Regions from separate parts of the Hordeum vulgare genome. Here region 2 is linked to region 1. The links are chromatin contacts, called in public Hi-C maps. All regions are on one chromosome and are shown on one strand. Each heading gives the region's core, a stretch centred on a gene start, on an enhancer-like site or on the middle of the called end of the contact. The rest is flanking DNA. Distances are from core to core; before and after follow the strand shown. Region 1 holds the start of LOC123427176 (trafficking protein particle complex subunit 2-like). Region 2 holds the start of LOC123427179.

Region 1 (6,464 bases), core at 2,529-5,028:
TACATACAGCACGATCCATTTTCAAACCGGATTCAATTCCAAAAGGTGGGGATTCACCGGCGCGCGCACGCAAGGATCCAACGAGGAGAAAAATGCAGTGTGCATACATGATTCAGCAACATACGTAGATGACAAGAGAACAACCGCGGTGGATTATCTTTTGCCGGCCCTGCTTCTGCTGTACGACGCCAAGCTGCTCCGCGGCCGCGCGCTACAGATACTTCCTTGCGAGAGCCCTCACCTTGGTGTCGAAATGAGACGATGCGATGCGAGAGCCAGGCAGATACAGCGGGTTGAGGAATATCTGCAGCAAAACACACACGAAATTTGTATGAAAACTTTATCATTTATCATATCAAGACCCTGACTGATATTACATGTAAGATCTTCTAGAACGAGGCTGCAGGCACTTGTCACGATTTATTATGGAAACGGGGCACAATTCCGCATCAGCGAGTAACCTTGCATGCCTTTTTTTTTAGGGAAAGTAGCTTTGCAATGTATGGGATTCATAAGCAAGCCATGCGGTTTTGACCCATATCGTCCACCCATCGGTTTCCTATTTACAGGGTAGACAAGCGCCATCACCTTGACACAGACGGAGCATCTTGATAAAAGCATAGCAAAAGACAATAGACCGATGCCGCCAGAAATTGTCTTCACCACAAAAATGGATACTCAGTGGCCTTACTGTTCGGTGCGCATGATTTGACAATTGACGTCTGTGTACACTTAATCGAGCATTTAAAGCAAACTAAAATGCGCCAAGAGGATTCTCCAGATCGTAATGGACCGATAGACAATCGTCTTACCTTGATGTAAAGTTCATGGACCTCTTGAAAAAAGCTTTTTATTCCATCCTCGCTGCGTGAATCGTGGAGCAGCATGAATCTAGTATGACCGGCGGTTACATAAACAGACACCACAAGATCATTAAATCTATCAACCGACCTCAGGAACCTGGCAAAATAACATACAGTACAATGCAGAGAAAGGGTCAGATGAGGGAAACAATATAATAGTTATATAAGAAGACTATTCTTGGGCTGTGGTATTATTGGATAGTGTCATAGAGAAAAAACACACAGTTTTTTTTGGGTGTATCCTACACAACAAAATTAACCAACCAATAGAATCTCACATTGCATTTGTGGTCCATGCTAGGTCCTGAACAACATCTAACGCAGCATGTAGGATGAACTGATGGTGATAAGCCAGATCTTCTTTCTGAAAGGGAAAATAAATTCCAGAAGATTAGACATGCAATTTAGTAGTAATTCAATATGACTACACCACAAAAGACAGATCCCAGTCACCCCCATGTCAAGAAGGTTCTAACGTATACTTGCATATCAATGAACACTACTATTACATAGAAGTTCTTAAATTTCCTGGGAACAAATGAAATTATGAAACCTAACCAGGAGGCATCAAGCATAAATAAATACAGGAAATCATGTGTACAGGGGCAAAGATACAACATGCAACACTTTTTTTAACTCAGAGAGAAGAATCTAACAGCACCCTGTTAATTGTTATTTCCTACTCCCTCCAATCCACGACACTTATTTCGGATCAGAGGGAGTACATATTTTCGCTATATTTGATATAATATTTAAGAGCATCATCCAACATAACTTATGTTTATCTACTAAATATTTTCATTTTTTTACATCCGAATATTTTTACCAAACAAATAGCTAAATGCAATAGATGGAAAGAAGATGGAGTGCGGGACACATACCTTTGGTGCGGATCCAACTTCTGCTTCATATATTGGGATGTCGTTCTTACTTACAATCACGAAACATGCTGTACTTGCCATTTCCAGCAACAGATTTGTTCCACTCTGACAGCAATCTTCAGATGTTGTAAACAAAATATTAGTTTTACAAAATATTAGTAAGTAAGTTTGATGGTTAGGCAGAAATACAGTTGAGCATAGAAACTAATCATCGGCAAAAATCCAACGCACCATTATCCTAGCTCAAGGAGCATTTATACACCCAAAACTAATAATGAACATGTTATCAGCATCTAGCCAAGCCAGATAGGATTACATTTTCCCCCTCTATGGCTCTATCCAAGTGCAAATTTGTTGTTAATCTATCTTTAAGGCTGTAACTGATTACTGATGTGCATGCCTTCTGTTGCTTTTACTAAGAGACTTTAACTGCAACTGGATATCATCTCACTTCTGTAGGCTAACACATTTTAGTTATGGCTCTGTTGCTGTTAAGACTCAAGCTGTGTCTGTACCGAAAACTCTGTAAACTTGTGCTTCTACTAGAAATAGGTTTTTTTGTGTGTTAAAATCATGGTTCAATGGAATAACTCCCGATTGCTCAGATTGTAGAGATTGGAGCATGTGTGAAAAACTGACATGAAAAGGTGCACATTCATAGGTTTTATCTAGTTTTATTAGCAAAATTTCAACATTTGTTTTAGAAACAGAGGGCATCTCCCAGTTCCAGTAACATGAAACCATGACTCATATAGCAAAATTTCAACAATTGCTCATAAAAATCTTAACAGCTACAACTTATCCTCCGCAAGTATGGGTGAATTTGTGACTTAAGTTGATACTATGGTTAAACCAAGTCTTGTTGAAGAAATTCTAGGCATCTCACTAGATGTTTATAGCAATCTGTGGCAAGAAATGCCAGCTTGTGTGCATGCCTTCTGTTGCTTTGTACTAAGAGACTTTAACTGCAACCAAATATCATCTCACTTCTGTGCGCTAACACATTTTAGTTATGGCCCTGTTGCTGTTAAGATGCAAGCTGTGTTTGTACCAAAAATCTATAAACTTGTGCTTTTCCTAGACATAGGTTTTTTTTGTGTGTTAAAATCGTAGTTCAGTGGAATAACGCTTAGTTGCATAATCAAAGGTTTTATCTAGTTTAATTACTAAGATTTCAACATTTTTTTAGAAATAGAGGGCATCTCCCAGTTTGATTAACATGAAACCATGAGTTGTATAGCAAAATTTCAACAATTGCTCACTGCTCATGCTCAGAGTAGAATAACAGCATAATAAAACTATAACAGCCACAACATATTCTTCTCAAGTATGGGTGAGTTTGTGACTGAAGTCAATACTATGGCCAAACCAAGTCTGGTTCAAGAAGTTCTAGGCATCTCACTACAGATGTTTACAGCAATCGGTGGCAAGAAACACCAGCTTATATTGGACTGGAGATATACTTCAAAATCAGAGGGCTCTTTCGTTGAGGCCCCAAGTGATCTAAGAATGTATCAAGCACTAAGAATCAGAGGGATTTGAAGATACTCTGATCGCAATTGTATTTAAGACCAACGCGAGACTTTTGCATATCCCAACCATTCATCAGATCTCAATATAATTCTACTCCCACTGGTCCTCACTTCTATATCAATTCCTTCTTGGCCAAGTGGCTTTGTCAAGATCCTAGGTCTAGCTAAAACTAGCGAAGCCAGTATTCAACTGGGCGTGATATGCCCTACACAATACATTTCCCTTCAGCCGATTAGACTCAGCAAGTCTTGCAACAACACTGCTGCTCCCTGTCGATTCTTTTCACAGGCTATCCGCTGCCGATTAAGCAAAGACTAAGCTGATCCATCCAAACCTAAGAAAACCCGAGATGGGGGAGAAGAAGAGTAGGAGCTGCTCACATGGAAAGGGCGGAGGGAAGACCGCAGAGTCTCCGGTCGCCGGAGCCGCCCGCCGGCGTCGTCCTGCTCGCGCCTCGGGAGAGATCAGGGGGCGAGAGATCTAAGCGCAACGAATGAGACTTCGCCCTCTTTCCCGTTCGCTAGGTACCTGCCGCCGCTGGTTGGGCCGGGCCGGGCCGGGCCGGTGCATTGGGCAGGCAGAGTCGTGGGCCTTCCTGCTCGAGCCGGTATGTTACAAACGACTGGGCCGAGGTGTCGCGGCTCTGAAATCTCCACCGGTCGTCTAGCCTGAGACCTCCGGCGAGACGCCGGCAGCAGCAGCAGCAGCGTAGAGCCGTCCGGCCGCCGTCGTATCGCCGGCGAGCTCGCTCCGACGGCGCGGGCCTGCATAGCCTCCGATAACCTGGTGAGGACTCGTGTGATGAGCTCTGTGCTTCCGAGTCCCGAGCGCTGAACTGGATCTGAAGCAGGGTAGCTCTCTCAAGTAGGGTTCCCGGAGTTGAGAGCCCCGCCTTGCGGGATGGGGAGGCTGGCCGTCGCCGCCGCGGTGGCCGCATGGGCTATCCCGATCGCCGCCTTGGTTGACTCCATCGTGCCTGACCCCTACATGGTGAGTCCTCTTGCCAGGATATGCATGTCTGATGTCACTTGATTATAGTTTGATGATGAAGTACAGTGGTACTAAGGCAATCTAGTTATCTGAAGAACTGCTAATTGGGAAACAGCGATCCCTTTTGTTTCACAACATCCTCAACCTTTAGGGTCTGAAATTGTAATGCTGCTTATACAAGTAAGATATTAGGCACAAACATTTGCATCAATATGGTAGCATTGGTTCTCATGTGGGAAAATGTCATCGTTCGCACGAAGGAATTTCCTGAGTTATAGTTTCATGGTTATATAGAAAGTTGAGTTCTACTGAAAAAAAAAATAGATTTGGCAAGCAGATGTGGGGCATAGGTAGAGCTGTAGCAAGATCTTTAGGATCCATGATTGTCTAATCTCGCTGTATTCTCATTCTGAAAATGTGTATAGCACAATATGCTTCCAAATATAACATGATAACATGTCCACTACCACTTTATTGTTTGTTTTTAGGATGAGATATTCCATGTTCCACAGGCGCAGCACTATTGCCGTGGAGATTTCTTAACATGGGATCCCATGATCACCACCCCTCCTGGCCTGTGAGCTTTGACTACTCCTTATTGTTTCAAACTCAATTTTTTTCTTGTGACGAACTGTTGTCTGCAATTTCGCAGGTACTACATTTCTTTAGCATATCTTGCTTCTCTGTTCCCTGGTGCATGGGCTATTAAGGCAGCAGAGGCATTTGACCCCCTTTGCACCACGGCACTTCTCCGGTCAACTAATGTTATAATGGCAATGGTTTGCGGTGTTCTTGTCCATGATCTGCTTCTGCGTATCAAGCCAGGAATTGGCAAGACGAAGGCAACTGCTTATGCTATTCTTGTAGCGTTGTATCCTGTTCACTGGTTCTTTACCTTTCTGTATTATACTGATGTCGCATCATTAGCTGCAGTTCTTGCGATGTACCTGTCCTGCTTGAAGAAACGCTTTTGGGTCAGTGCACTGGTGAGTGTTTGAACGCGGCTCTTTATACCTTTCAGTGAGATAAGGTTGCATTTTGCGGAGACAATAGCGTATACATTATTTGTTGATTTATTGTGCTCACAACAGTAGCTTTTTTAGCTTGCTTGAGTTACAGGAAGTTATACGTTCGTAAAATTTGTTTGTAACATACTTGATGGCGAAGGTTGTTCATAAAAAAAAAGTTCAGTACCCCACATCATTTTTTAACAACCAAACCACTCATTTCACGAATTAAAAAAAAACACTCATTTCACATTGAAGTTTTTGATATACTTCCTGCCTTTGTTAATTATTTTCGTTCCTTTTGCCTGCAGTTCGGTGCTCTCTCAATACTTTTCCGGCAGACTAATGTAATATGGATGATATTTTTTGCTGCCAATGGAGCCATTGAATATGTACAAGATCTTCCTCTTGGTGACTGCCTTTCTGATGAGAACAGTGAACTAACAGATAAGTCAAGGACAAAAGAGTCTGACAGGGATAACAAAGTCAGTGCTTTAGGTTTGAGAAGACGACGAGCTAATCACCCCATAAGTAAGAGGGGAGTTGTTTCTGGATCTACTAAATTGCACACCAGTGAGTACTCCAGCTGTTTTAATTGAGAAAATTATGTAGTATTTTTGAACTTTTACTGTAAGCTTGTAGCTTCCATTTTTAGATTCACTAGGCGGCTAGCTAATGTACTTTAAAATTGAAAATATTTAGGATATTATTGATATCTTTCTTCTTGTTATGAGAACACCAGATGCAATATTTTATCAACTATACATTTTAATTCTGAATGCAAAGTGTTTTTTTGTTGAGAAGGATGTGAATTCTACAAGATCATGTGATTTTGTGTGTGCAGTCCTTTCCACAACATATTAAGTATGTATGATTGATGTGCAGGTTTTACGGAAGAACTATTCGACTTTGCCTTCAAGTTATGGAATTCAAAGTGTAAAGTTTTAATCACTTTTGCGCCATTCGCAATAGTTCTGGTGGTATTTGTAGCATTTATAATCTGGAATGGTGGCATAGTACTAGGTAAATTCTTATGATGAATTGCTCTTTTTACATATTTCATAGGGATTAGCAGTTGATTAAGTGATACAGTAGATAATTGCTAACATGCGCCATTGCTTGGAGTGATGCAGGTGCCAAGGAAGCTCATGTTGTTTCACCACATTTTGCACAGTTATTGTACTTTGGTC
Region 2 (6,464 bases), core at 2,398-4,897, 130 kb before region 1:
ACTAGGACTTTGCCCCGGTGGCTAAAGCCGGCGACGGCGAGGAGAGGAGGGGGCTGGGGTGGCCGCGGCCGACATGGAAGGAGTCGCCGCCCGAGCCGCCCTACGCGAGCGATGCGGGGGCCGGTGCCGAAAAGAAATTAGGTTCCTATTATTGTTGAGGCTAAAATTGAGGGAGAATTCACTTCCCCGGCCTCCGCATCAACTAGGGATGCACATACATTTTTAAGTATGAATATATTAGGATTTTAATTCTGGGTTACGCATCAAGGCTATTCCTTAATAAATGAGTGAGTACAAAGAAAGCATAGTCCTTAAGAATAAATATGAACCGAAATTCGTCTTCATGAGAATTTAAAATCAAATGTTGAATTTATACATCCATTCCTCCAACAAGTTGAACTAAGAAAATATCAGATATGATTATGATTGGAAGCCGCTAGGCATCAGACTACTACCATTTGCTACCTATCACACTAGTTTGTGGCCATCGGATTGGAAGAACGCTCATCGTCCAATTCTTTAGCAGAACTGCCTTGCGTGAGTCAGTTTGCATGCAGGATTTGGCATTAATTGTGATTATTATTTATTTCTATTTTTCCCCAATAATTTCTCCTCAAATTTAGGGATGGTTAACTAGCTATCTTATTTGTTTCCATTGGTGAGGACCAATGCTTCCTAAACAAGATTGTTGCTTCTCAATTTTTTTTATTTGCTTCCTAAAACTGCTTAATAATTTTGGAAGTATGATTATTTCTCACAGCAAAATCTCGCAGTTAATTATGATAATTTTTAGATGTATTTTTTTACTGATCGTACAATAATTTTTATGCAATGGAACCATTCTTCTTGATGCATCGAAGCATCATTTTGGGAATGATGTCAAATCCCATTTTTATGAGGAAATAATTTAGAAAAGTACAATTATTTGTCACAATCATATTCAGCAACTATTTATGATATTTTTAAGATGTGTTTCTCTGTGGATGGCAACATGATTGCATACCACAGAAGCATTCTTCCGGTGCACGGAAGCATCATTTCCTTGTGTATATAATAGGAACAAACTCTCTATAGATGTAAGGAAGCACCCTTTTGTAGTTTGATGGAACATAGTAATAGAAAAAATAACAGTTCGGAAGCAAAAGAAGCACAACGAATTAAAACAAAACCACTGGTATGAACAAAAAATTACAACTCTTCTATTTGATAAACATGGAATAATATTACAATGACACTACTTCGGTTTTCACCCAATCGTCGTCGCACTAAATGGGCTCATCAATAAAAACACTATACACACCATAAGCTCCCTCTCGCAAACACAATAGTCGTTGGTGAATAGCAGTGTGAGGTCCCGTTCACCATGCTCTACGTCAACATAGCCTCATTGGCATTGTGTAGAAACAAGAAGCATGCCTGAAGTCGGGTGTCTAAAAGTATCGATAAGCAGACAATATTCAGAAGCAAGAAAGCCTGCATTTACAATGGAATGTATTTTGATAACAAAAACGTTAGTACAACAAAATCTACAAGAAACTATGGCTCGAAGTGGTTGAAACACTCATAGTTCCAGAGAATATGTATGTACAATAAGAAACATAGAATGACAGTGGTCGATGCAAAATCTCACCATAACAGATATACAGGTGTTAATAAACCATGAAGCGTAGTTGCATGCAGTGGGTATGTGAACAACAATCTTAGCCTTATTGTCAAAAACATAGGATTATCCATGATGATAATTAATGGAAGCCGATACTCACAGCGGTTGCCGTCGAAATTGGAAACCATAAAAATATATGCAAGAAATAATGAAATATTGTGGAAAATATTTGAAATAGATGAGAAGACAAGGAAATGTGCAAGAAATAAAACAAGCACACATTGATAGTGGTAGAAGCGCAATTTAATTACCAGCAAAATAAACACTTGAACCATAAAAACATGTCAGGTAAGGAAGATATCACTGCAAGCAACAAAACATCTATTCAACAGAAGCATACATAGAAACCAACGGAAGCAAGGCCGTTGGAATAAAAAAGCGAGAAAGAATGAAACATGCTTGGTAGTGGTCGAAGAAAATTTATGAAGCTAAACAAATATAAGATTGGATGGTACCATGCTGCAACTTTAGGACACACACAATGCAGATATGTATGACTGAGTATTCGACATTGGAAAAAAGATGGAAGCAAACTACATAAACAAAAGAAGATAGATTCAGAAGCTCGCTGAAAGCATGAAATATGTACAGTATATGAATCTGGCTTCTCTTTTGAGGTATAGAATATCGAACATAGAAACGAACTAAGTTTGCGGCAACATAGGGATGCATGTTTGGTGTCACCTACATACAAATTTCAGTGAGGTTTGTCTATCTATGGAAGCATACTCTCCCACGAAGTAGCATATGTATTATAATTTAAAATCACCATGGATAAGAAGCATGAAGATACTATGTTCAGAACATAATTCGTGTTAACTGGAAGCATGATTATGACAGAGCCCAGGGCGGCGAGGGGGCATGAGAGATCAAGAAACCGCGTCACTTGTTGGCTGCATTGTCTGCTAAAACAAGATTATTAACAAAGTGAGGGCCCTGATGCAACCAATTAGTCAAGTAACATTGTTTCACAAGAATAAACATAATCTGAGGATGATAGAATCGTTCCAAATAAGAGTATTCATTGCTTACAGTAAAATTGACAAGAAACTAGATGCAAGGCGTAGTTTCCTATCATTAGTTGCGTGAGTTCCCGCACCGTCAACACGGAGAAGAACGGCTGCACGATGCAACCCGCAATTGCAATCACGTACAAGTCGCTATGCAGTTTCCTCGGTGCCTGATGTACCTGCCACCCGCGCATGTCGCCGCTAGTCAGCCTCCCCGACCATGTTTGCTTGCCGCATGGTAGTGGAGGGCGTCGTGACCACATATGTGCGCGACGGTACGATGAGAGAAGGAGGAGCAGGGGAGCGGAACTGGCTGGTGAGCTCTCTGTGCTGCTCGACGAGGACGAAGAGGAGAGTAGGAGATGCAGGTGGCGAAGCAGGGGAAAGGGGATCTGGCGAGGACCGAGAGGTGAGCTCAGGATGGAGGAAAATATGTGTCCCGATTGGAATCTGGGGTACGCGCGGAAGTTACGGGGTGATTTAATTTATTTCATTATTTACAAAAGCAAGACTACTCCCTAGCATCAGATTTGAAGAAGATCAACGACGTTCGACTGGTCTGACGTTGAAATCTTACCAGACTATGATACAAAGAGTTTCCCATTATGATTTGCATACGGAGAAAGAACAGAAATACTTCGCCCCAATCCCTCACGAGCCATGCTACACATACATAACTCTACATAGGTTTTACAAACAGGCGGATTTTGATTGGAGATTAAGGGAGATGAGGGCCTCACCCTCTTAAAAATCAGGGGATGAGTGGTTAGTTAGGAAGAAACAATCCTAATCAGCGTGTAACTTTATGTAACTCTTTGTATGTTTAGCATTTTTGAATCCCTCACAAATATTTGACGTACGCATCAGCTTTGGTGCAGGCAGTTCCAGACCCCACTTACCAGTGCCACGAACCCTCCAGATCCCAACGGTCGAGTGCCCGCCCAGACACCACAACGGTCACTTCCACTGATCTCCTCCATTTCCCACCCATTTCCCTCCCTTCCTCCGATCACCACGCTCTCCATTCCCTCTGCTCCTTCTCAACTCCAAGCACTTCCTCGAGCCCTGAGCCAAGATGAACAGCAAGGCCGAGGCAGACGCCGGCGGCGACAACGGCAACCCATCCACCGCGGTGATGGTGGTGGAGCGCGTGGTGACGGTGGAGTACCTGGAGCAGTCAATGTCGCGGGGCCTCCTCGGCAAGTTCCCCGACTCCTCCGCCTACGACTTCGACTACTGCCAGAGCGGCATCTGGTCCCCGATCAACAAGATCCCGAGCGAGTCGCCGGCCTCCGGCGGAGCCGGTTCCAGGGACTTCCTCATCGCCAAGCTGAGGCGCCGGGCGAGGGCCGGGAGCAGGCTCAAGGACGCTGCCGCCGGAGGCGGCGGCAGGTCGAGGTGGCGGCGCCGGCGGCTGCGGCGGGACGGCTCGTTCCTCGACCTCCACGAGACGGGCAGGGCGAAGAAGCTGGATTTGTCGCCGCCGCTGCCATCGCCCGCCCCCACCAAGGTAGTTCCCTGCACATGAACCCCTCCGAGCTTGAGCTCGCTCTCCGAATCTTCCATTGGGTTACGAGGTTTCTGTTGGCTTGGGTTGTTCAGGAGGGGTGGAGGAGGGTGCTCACAGCGGCCATCAGGAAGTTCAAGGCGCGGCACCGCCGGTCCCGGCCGGCTCCCCTGCTCCAGACGATGCTTCCAATGCTCTGAATCCACCCATCGATTGATCGATCGCGCCCGCAACTTCCTTGTTCTTATGTTTGATTATTGATGAGTTCGAGCGTGTTTGTAAGTTGCCTGTCATGTGTAGTAGTAAACTATCGCCAGTTTCTCTATTCAGTGTGCGTCCTATTTTTCCGTCAGTTAGTTTCAGTTTGCAACCGATCATCAGGTTTCTGATGGAATCGTAACGAACCTGAATCCGAGTCGAAATCCACCCTGCAATTCCGTTACAAATAGCCCGCGGGAATCGCAACTAAAACAAACAAAACGCGCCGGATCACCCGACAGTTTCAACTTTCAACCGGGGCTCTGAAGATGGCTTCCAAGATCGCCGCCACGGCGGCCAAGGTGCCAGCCAAGGCGAAGGGGCACTGCATCTGCTCGCCAACCGAGCACCCTGGCTCCTTCCGGTGCAGGCTCCACCGCGCCGGCGGTATGCCCAGGTCGGTCTCGTGCCAGCAGTTCGCTGACCCCCACACGGCGAGCTCCCCGCTGCTCTCCTCGGGCCACATGCCGAGGTCGACATCGCAGCAGCAGTTCGCGCGTCCTTCCGGCTCCGGCATTCTGAGATCGGCGTCCCAGCAGCAGCTCCCGTGCTCCGCCGGTGTGCCAAGATCGGTATCGTGGCAAGATTTTGCTCAGGAAAACTGATCAAACCTCCTGAACCAACCAGGCTGTTCTATTTTCATAGCTTAAGTTCAGAAACTACCGATGTAACTTTCTTGTTCAGAAACTACCGATGCTTCAATTTTAGAGACAATGGAATAAATTAATGCTTAGATGCACACACAAAAATCTCATAAAAGAACCTGAACAACAGGATGGTTCTTTTCTTTGCGGCTAACAGCGGTGATTCCCGACAGAAATAACTACAAAGCTCTCATCAAATACTCTACTACTGGAAAAACTAGTGCTAGGAAGACTACATCTCATCTATCTCACACTCTCCATCAAGACACTTAGCAATAGCAGCTGCCCCTAACAGTGTACTGCAGACTTATCAATGCACATCCACCGTGCGCGCCCTTGCAAATGAATGAAGCTGTCATCCTTTCTCTGACGAAGAAACAAGGCCAGAATTAGTTCAGGCCTCGCTGTGTTGCAAAATATGTTGGAAAAACATTAACAAAAACTACTGACAGATATTTCAACAATCAGACTATAAACACTTGCCTGATCAATCATCATCATTTCATTTTTTATTTGCGGGACTCCACCAGTATGTAAACTGGCTTTCCATCGAGCTTGTAGAAATCCTGCAGAATACACAAAGTTACTCCCTCCATTCCAAAATAAATATCATGGTATTAAATACATTTGCCACTCTTAGAAATATGTATTTTCCATGTGTTAAATATTTGATTGATGTCTATATTCTTGATGCGATGATAAAATCAACGAAAAGCTTCCATTGTCGGGGGAAAATGTATGCATGTAGTGTTTCTATTTGTGGTATATTTTCCAAACTCAAGCTTCCATTTTTTCTCACAATCCCTGATATGTTCAATTTACAGCAAGTATGTTCATAGAGGAGAACATATAAGCCTAGGTTGATGTGTTCCTGTAAGTAAAATAGGGAAGTCCTAGTAGGGTTTGCAAATTAGGATTCTTCTAGATAAGTTGGTCACAGGTAAGTTTAGTAACCTGTCAGCTCAGTGCTTATTTTGTTCATTGCTTTCTCAATTCATCTGTCCAAGTCGCATAGTAGTGCAATACTTGTAGTAGTAAATTTGTTAGCTAGGGTTGTTTCACCTTAGCCCTTGCGTACCTTAAACTTGGGGAGTCCAATGAGGCATGCACACTCAACAACATCAGCTGCGGCACGTTCTGGAATGCAAATAATTGCACCAATCATGAAAAGATTAGTCAAAAGACATTTTCATGTTGTTAGCTCATGATATATTCATATGATTGAGCGAGACATGTAATTAGAACTCCTCGTTTTCTCTGTGACGTGAATGCTCGATACTTATCTACTCCCTCCGTCCCGGTCTATAAGTCATTAGCGTAGTTCTAGGTCACCGATTTAAGGAATTAAATATGTGTTATATGTCATGAAAAGTATATCACTA

What was found. Hi-C and Micro-C count contacts between places; a contact is called where the count stands out from the background.
Region 2: a contact with region 1 is called in a Hi-C map of leaf, with 4 times the contacts expected there. The contact joins the promoter of LOC123427179 here to the promoter of LOC123427176 in region 1. A contact is called at or near these places in 4 of 6 Hi-C or Micro-C datasets (leaf and seedling) and 1 of 1 datasets of contacts at active chromatin or transcription factors (embryo).

Annotation. Positions count from the first base shown.
Region 1 is chr2H:549,377,487-549,383,950 of MorexV3_pseudomolecules_assembly, reverse strand. It overlaps LOC123427176 (trafficking protein particle complex subunit 2-like), which reads right to left and starts at 3,778. Exons shown (of 5, transcript XM_045111156.1): 1 at 3,658-3,778; 2 at 1,745-1,860; 3 at 1,142-1,227; 4 at 813-960; 5 at 1-304. The coding sequence starts at 1,825. The coding sequence ends at 212. LOC123427175 (dol-P-Glc:Glc(2)Man(9)GlcNAc(2)-PP-Dol alpha-1,2-glucosyltransferase) reads left to right here and starts at 3,917. Exons shown (of 9, transcript XM_045111154.1): 1 at 3,917-4,063; 2 at 4,128-4,267; 3 at 4,756-4,844; 4 at 4,920-5,253; 5 at 5,586-5,847; 6 at 6,160-6,297; 7 at 6,408-6,464. The coding sequence starts at 4,178.
Region 2 is chr2H:549,512,063-549,518,526 of MorexV3_pseudomolecules_assembly, reverse strand. LOC123427179 reads left to right here and starts at 3,647. Exons shown (of 2, transcript XM_045111159.1): 1 at 3,647-4,183; 2 at 4,276-4,505. The coding sequence starts at 3,749. The coding sequence ends at 4,380. It overlaps LOC123427177 (adenine phosphoribosyltransferase 2-like), which reads right to left. Exons shown (of 7, transcript XM_045111158.1): 5 at 6,161-6,219; 6 at 5,566-5,648; 7 at 5,141-5,486. The coding sequence ends at 5,592.